Linked DNA regions of Mus musculus: region 1 is linked to region 2. A link is a contact called in public promoter capture Hi-C data. All regions are on one chromosome and are shown on one strand. Each heading gives the region's core, a stretch centred on a gene start, on an enhancer-like site or on the middle of the called end of the contact. The rest is flanking DNA. Distances are from core to core; before and after follow the strand shown.

What was found. Promoter capture Hi-C pulls out the DNA fragments that hold promoters and counts their contacts.
Region 1: a promoter capture Hi-C map of liver shows a contact between it and region 2, with 2.7 times the contacts expected there. The contact joins two enhancer-like sites. A contact is called at or near these places in 1 of 39 promoter capture datasets (liver), 1 of 484 Hi-C or Micro-C datasets (B cells) and 1 of 115 datasets of contacts at active chromatin or transcription factors (large pre-B cells).

The regions. Positions count from the first base shown.
Region 1 is chr10:128,601,454-128,604,575 of GRCm38.p6, forward strand. No RefSeq gene overlaps it. Among named protein-coding and RNA genes, the nearest start is that of Erbb3, 13 kb to the left of the region's middle. Within about 2 kb of position 1,323, at least 18 of the 459 cell types and tissues checked have an H3K27ac peak or open chromatin away from gene starts, as enhancers often do. A contact at or near this core is called in liver, where this site is marked.
Region 2 is chr10:127,149,236-127,152,492 of GRCm38.p6, forward strand. No RefSeq gene overlaps it. Among named protein-coding and RNA genes, the nearest start is that of Gm51819, 9.2 kb to the right of the region's middle. Within about 2 kb of position 1,551, at least 62 of the 459 cell types and tissues checked have an H3K27ac peak or open chromatin away from gene starts, as enhancers often do. A contact at or near this core is called in liver, where this site is marked.

The sequences.
Region 1 (3,122 bases), core at 73-2,572, 1.5 Mb after region 2:
GCTAGCTTGGTCTACAAAGCAAGTTCCAGGACAGCCATGGCTATACAGAGAAACCCTGTCTTGAAAACCAAAAAAAAAAAAAAAAGATCTTGTCACTTCCTAAAGATCAGCAGCCAAGCCTGTGCATGAGAGCTTTCAGGTGGCATTTCTGACTCCAGCCAAGCATTCTCATGTGGTTCGAATGACAACAGGTCCCATTGGCTCAAGTTTGAACAGTTGGTCCCCAGCTGGTGAAACTGGGAAGGCTTAAGAGATGTAGCCTTGTTGGAGGAGGTGTGTCATTGGGGGTGGGTCAGGGGGTTTCAAAAGCCTCCCACTGGGCTGGAATGATGGCTCAGCAATTAAGAGCACTGACAGCTCTTCTGAAGGTCCTGAGTTCAAATCCCAGCAACAACATGGTGGCTCACAACTATCCATAATGAGATCTGATGCCCTCTTCTAGTGTGTCTGAAGACAACTAAAGTGTATTTACATATCTTTTTTTTTTTTTTTTTTAGGTTTTTCGAGACAGGGTTTCTCTGTGTAGCCCTGGCTGTCCTGGAAATCACTTTGTAGACCAGGCTGTCTTCGAACTCAGAAATCTGCCTGCCTCTGCCTCCTGAGTGCTGGGATTAAAGTCGTGTACCACCATGTCCATACTTACATATAATAAAAAAAATCTTTTGCCGGGCATGGTGCACATGCCTTTAATCCCAGCACTCGGGAGGCAGAGGCAGGCAGATTTCTGAGTTCGAAGACAGCCTGGTCTACAAAGTGATTTCCAGGACAGCCAGGCCTATACAGAGAAAGAAACCTTGTCTTGAAGAAAAAAAAAAAAAAAAGTAAAATCCCCCACCCTCCCTAATGTTCTCTCTCTTCCTCTTTGTTCCGGGTTCCAGATGTGACTTTCAATCACCCTTCATTCTGCCAACATGGATTTTAGGCCTCTGAAGCTCAAGTGAAATTAAACCTTCAGGTTTCCCTGCTTGCGTGTTTTCTCTCAGCAACAAAGAGCGACTTAAGACAATTCCCCAAAAATAAACAAGAGAGGGAGGGCCTGGTGGCACACACTTTTAGTCCCAGCACTACGGAGGCAGAGACAGGAAGATCTCTGTGAGTGTGAGGCCAGCCCAGACTCCAGAGAAAGATTCCATCTCAAAATAAACAAACAGGAGGACATACTGATATGAAAGGAACTTTGACTACCTTTGACTGCTTTCTATTTTATTATACTGTTTATCTTAGCTGGGGCTGACCTTGAACTAGAGGGTTGGGATGCAGCTGTGGTAATAGAGTACTTGCTTAGCTGAGAATGAATGTGAAATTCTGATCTTGTCTCTGCATCCCTGATTCTGGGGCTGCAGGCATGTGTTGCTGCTCCCAGTGTTTATGGCACTGGGGATGGCTTCCAGTACTCCACCAACCGAGCCACGTCCCTTTGGCTGAATATTTCATACTCCAGGGCATAGAGTAGCTTCCTGTTTTTCACAGCTGACTGATATTTTGATTTTTTTTTTAGTTGTCAACGCTGAGATGACATTTTGTATAATACATACTACAAAATGGCAATTTCAAAAATTGTTAGAAATTCTATCCTAATCTTAAGCTAAAATTTAGTCAATGGTCATTTATTTACTTTGGAGACAGGATCTTACCATGTACTTTTGACTGACCTGGAATTTGCTATTTAGACCAGGCTGGTCTTCAATTCACAGAAAACTGACTGCCTTTGCTCCTGAGTGTTGGGGTTAAAGATAGATGCCTTCATACCTGATCTATCATTCAATGATCTATCTTTCTTTCTTTCTTTCTTTCTTTCTTTCTTTCTTTCTTTCTTTCTTTCTTTCTTTCTTTCTTCCTTCCTTCCTTCCTTCCTTCCTTCCTCTCTCTCTCTCTCTCTCTCTCTTTCTTTCTTTCAATAAAACTTAAGTCAACAACACAAATAACACTTTAAAAAAGCAAATGTCCGCCGGGCGTGGTGGCGCACGCCTTTAATCCCAGCACTCGGGAGGCAGAGGCAGGCGGATTTCTGAGTTCGAGGCCAGCCTGGTCTACAGAGTGAGTTCCAGGACAGCCAGGGCTACACAGAGAAACCCTGTCTCGAAAAAAAAAAAAAAAAAAAAAGCAAATGTCCTATGGGTATAGTGGTAAACACCTTTAATCCCAGCACCCAAGAAGAATAGGCATGAGTTTGAGGCTAGCCTGATCTACATAGTAAATTCCGGTTCAGCCAGGACGACAACAAAGCAAACATTCTAACATAATACACTCTATAGATGTGCTACTGTGGCCTGACGGCATGCACGGTAGTACACTAGCGTGCCATGTGTTCAAAAGCAAGACTACCGAGGCCCGTGATACAACACAGGCACATGTGGTCAGAAACACGTCAGATTCATTTCATGTTTGACTTTGAATTCGGTTTTGGAGTCTGCGTGTCCAGAAAACTTCTGCTGCCACCAAATGTCTTGCACACCCATACAATCACTTAGGTGTCCATAGGGGGTCTCCACTCACAGTCTAGGAAGCTATAGGTCAGTGTGGTGGTTCATGACTATAATGCAGCATTTGGGAAGTGGAGGCAGGGGGAATCAGGTGTTCAAGATCAGCCTGGCTTACTTGAAAAAGAGAGAAAATGGTGCAAAGAGAGAAAATGGTGGGAAGAGGAAGAAAAGAAAATGAAACTAAATGAAATTATGAGTCAGGCAAGCACTTTATGGCTGAGCTATATATCCTTAGCTTCCTTTTCCTCCTCTTCCTCTTCCTCTTCCTCCTCCTCCTCCTCCTCCCCCCTTCCTCCTCAGCCCTATCCTCCTCACCTTCTGTTTGTTTCGATAAGATCTGGACTCATTATAAGCCTTGGTCTGGAGCTTGCTAAATAGACCCAGACTGTCTTTAAGTTTGAAGCAATGTCCTTGGATTACTGGAGAGCAATACAATGCCTGCTTTCTGTCTCATCTTATTTCAGTTCCAGGAGATTACATCTGAACTCCACCTACCATTTTCCCCCACCCCCCACCCCCCAAAAAATTAAAAAATAAAAAATGAAGTGAACCTGGGTAGGGGAGCTGCCTTAAGAGATTCTAACTGAAAACAAAACAGGCTAGGGGTGTCACTCTGTCCATACAGTATTTACCCAGCAT
Region 2 (3,257 bases), core at 301-2,800:
GCCAGGGTCTGAAACAAAACAAACAGGATTAAATATAATCAGTGTTAGGTCAAGAGTTGCCAAGGAGCAAGCATAAGGAAGCAGAGAGGAGAGTCTTTGAGTCGAAGGGTATTTAAGACAGGGTGGAGAAGAAAAAGCCTTTTCCTTCTGGGAAGTCAGTGGAATAAGGAGGTCAGTGGGGTGCTTTCTCTGTCTCTCAGGGCTTGCAGGTTTTCACCCAGCATCTGGCTCCTGAATCTTCATTTGGTAAGTCAAACATCTGGCATTTTGTTTTTTTTTAAACAATGAAGAGATGTTATTGCAGAGTCTAATAAAACATAAAGAATCTCGAGGACTTTAAAAATATTATATTCCAAATAACTGGAAAACTTAGATGAAATTAATAAATTTCTAGACTCATGAGACCTATCAAGATTAAACCGAGAAGATATAACAGGTGTCTAGCCAGCTGAGGAGTGGAGGGCTGCTGGTGGGTCAGTCTCATTGGCCCTCAGGGGCTCCCTCCTTTGATAGATGGAAAACTTGAAGTAACTTCAGGCTACCCTCATTTTTGGAAAATAAATAGAATTATTCACGAAGTAACTGAGTCAATGGGGTGTGAATTAGACAATAGTGTACACATACACTATGCACTCATATCCTGTGCACACACACTGTGCACACATGCCCTGTTCACACATGTCCTGTGCACACACACATTGTATACACACACTGTGCACACACAAACTATACACACATATACTCACATATACACACATACCCTGTGTACACATACATTGTGCACACATACTGTGCACACACATACTGTGCGCACACACTGTGCACATAAACCCTGTGCACACACACACATACACATACACAAACACTGGGCTGCAATACTATGCCAAACAAGAGTGCTCTAAAGGGTGAATACTTCTGCCAGATGTGAAGTGTGTGGGTGGATTTGGTGGTGTTTGGTTGGTTAATTTGGTTCAGTTTTGGTTGTTGTTGTTGTTGTTGTTGTTGTTGTTGTTTTGAACAGGGTTTGTTTATATAGTCTTTAATGTCCTGGAACTAGCTCTATAGACTAGGCTGGCTTCAAACTCACAGGGACCTTGCTGGGTTCGTATCCTAAAAGATAATTCTTCCTTCCTTGTTTCCCAGATCAAGGCTCACCCGCTGCGCTTAGATGCAGAAAGTTTGATTTCATAACTTGTCATAGTGGAAAACTGGGTTTGTCCATAGAGTTTCTCCTCTCACCCTAGAAAAACAAAACAAAACAGGATACACCCCATGTCTATGCATGCATGTGGGTGTCCATGGAGGCCAGAAGGAGCCACCAAGACCCCTGCCTGTGCTGGAGTAACAGACGGTTTACTTTGATGCTAAAAACCAAACCCGGATCCACTGCAAGAGCAGTGACTTAACAATGACTCATTTCCCCAACCACTAAATTGTTTTCAGTTTTTAAATCCAGTTAGTTATTTGTTAACTTCAGAGGCAAGCCAAGCTGCCTAGGACTGAAGTCTCACTGTTGCCCGTGAGTGCCAGCCAGTGCGCCACACTCTTGTTGGAGATGAACTGTAGGGCCAAAGGTCAGTGTCAGCCCAGGGACACCACCATTCCTGGTTTCTTATCACCTCATAACTGGGGGTGACTGGGAGCTCTGACATGGAGCAGGGCTGCGTGTGTGTGTGTGTGTGTGTGTGTGTGTGTGTGTGTGTGTGTGTAGTTTATACATGGTTAAATAAAGTAATAGTTGGGGAGACAGCTTAAGCAGATCCACAATCATCAATGAAATTAAAACAGAAATGAAGAGCCTCCCAATAGCTGAGCAGTGGTAGTGCACACCTTCAGACCCAGCACTTGGGAAGCAGAGGTAGAAGGATCTCTGTGAGTTTGAAGCCAGCCTGGTGTACAGAGTGACAGCTATGGCTACACAGGAAAATCTTGTCTCAAAAACCAAAACACCAAAACCCAAGAAAACAAAAGGCTTAGGGTTTTACTGCTGTGAACAGACAACATGACCAAGGCAACTCTTATAAGGACTGGCTTATTTAATTTAATCGCATTTAATTGGGGCTGGCTTACAGGTTCAGAAGTTCAGTCCATTATCATCAAGAGCATGGCAGCATCTGGGCAGGCATGGTGCAGGAGGAGCTGAGAGTTCTCCATCTTCATTTGAAGGTTGCTAGCAGAATACAGGCTTCCAGGCAGCTAGGATGAGGTCTTAAGCCCACGCCCACAGTGACACACCTACTTCAACAAGGCCACACCTCCTAATAGTGCCACTCCCTGACCCAAGCACATACAAACCATCATAAGAGGTAAGCACAGAGAAGCAAACACTGGAGCTGGTCCACAAAGCAGGAACAGTGGGAACACCACCAAATGCATCGATGAAGGCAGCACTTCCCTGGTACCAAAACCAGAAGAAGAAACGAAGAAAGGAAATTATAGTCCAACTTCCTTGGACACAGGAACAACAACAACCAATCAATCAAATTTAGGCAAACTAACTCAAGAACACGTTCAGGCAGGAGCAGATGGACTGGGCTAAAGTATAAAGAAAACGTCATAAAAGACCCATTACTCTAGGTGCACACCAAAAAAGTAATTTTTAAAATAGGAAAGGAACAATGATAACATTGGGGAGACAAGAGCCAGGACTGGACCATCCATAAGTCCAGTCCCAGGGGATCTGGTGCCTTCTGACTCCTGAGGTCACTCAGCACACACGTGGTGCATGCACATACATGAAGGTAAAACATATAACATCAATAAATCTAAAAAAAAATATTTTCAAAGAAGGTGAGTGACGACAAGATGACTTAGCAGGTAAAGGGACTCAGTACCTAACCTGACAACCAGAGTTTGGTTCCCAGGATCCATACAGTGGAAAGATGTAGCCGTCCAGCAGCCATGGATGAACTGGGTACCTGAAAGGGAGGCTGGAAATGAAAAAGGATGGGGCAGAGATAAGAGAAGGATGAAGCCAAGACAAAGTTTTCTGATCAAAGCTCAAAGTTTAATATTCAGCTCTGTGTTTATATAGGGAAAACCCACAGACCCGTCCTTTGTTTCAGCTGGATTGTGTTCCTGTAGGAAACCGCAGAGGAGGCAAGGCAGGAGACTCCACCCTAGGTCGGAGGAAGACCAACTGGGGCAAACACTTAAAGTCTATTTAGCCTGCTCAGGGCTGGGGGAAGGGCACAGAAAGAGAGTTCCACTAGACAGGAGCACTATGGCACATGAACATACACATGCATATACCACAC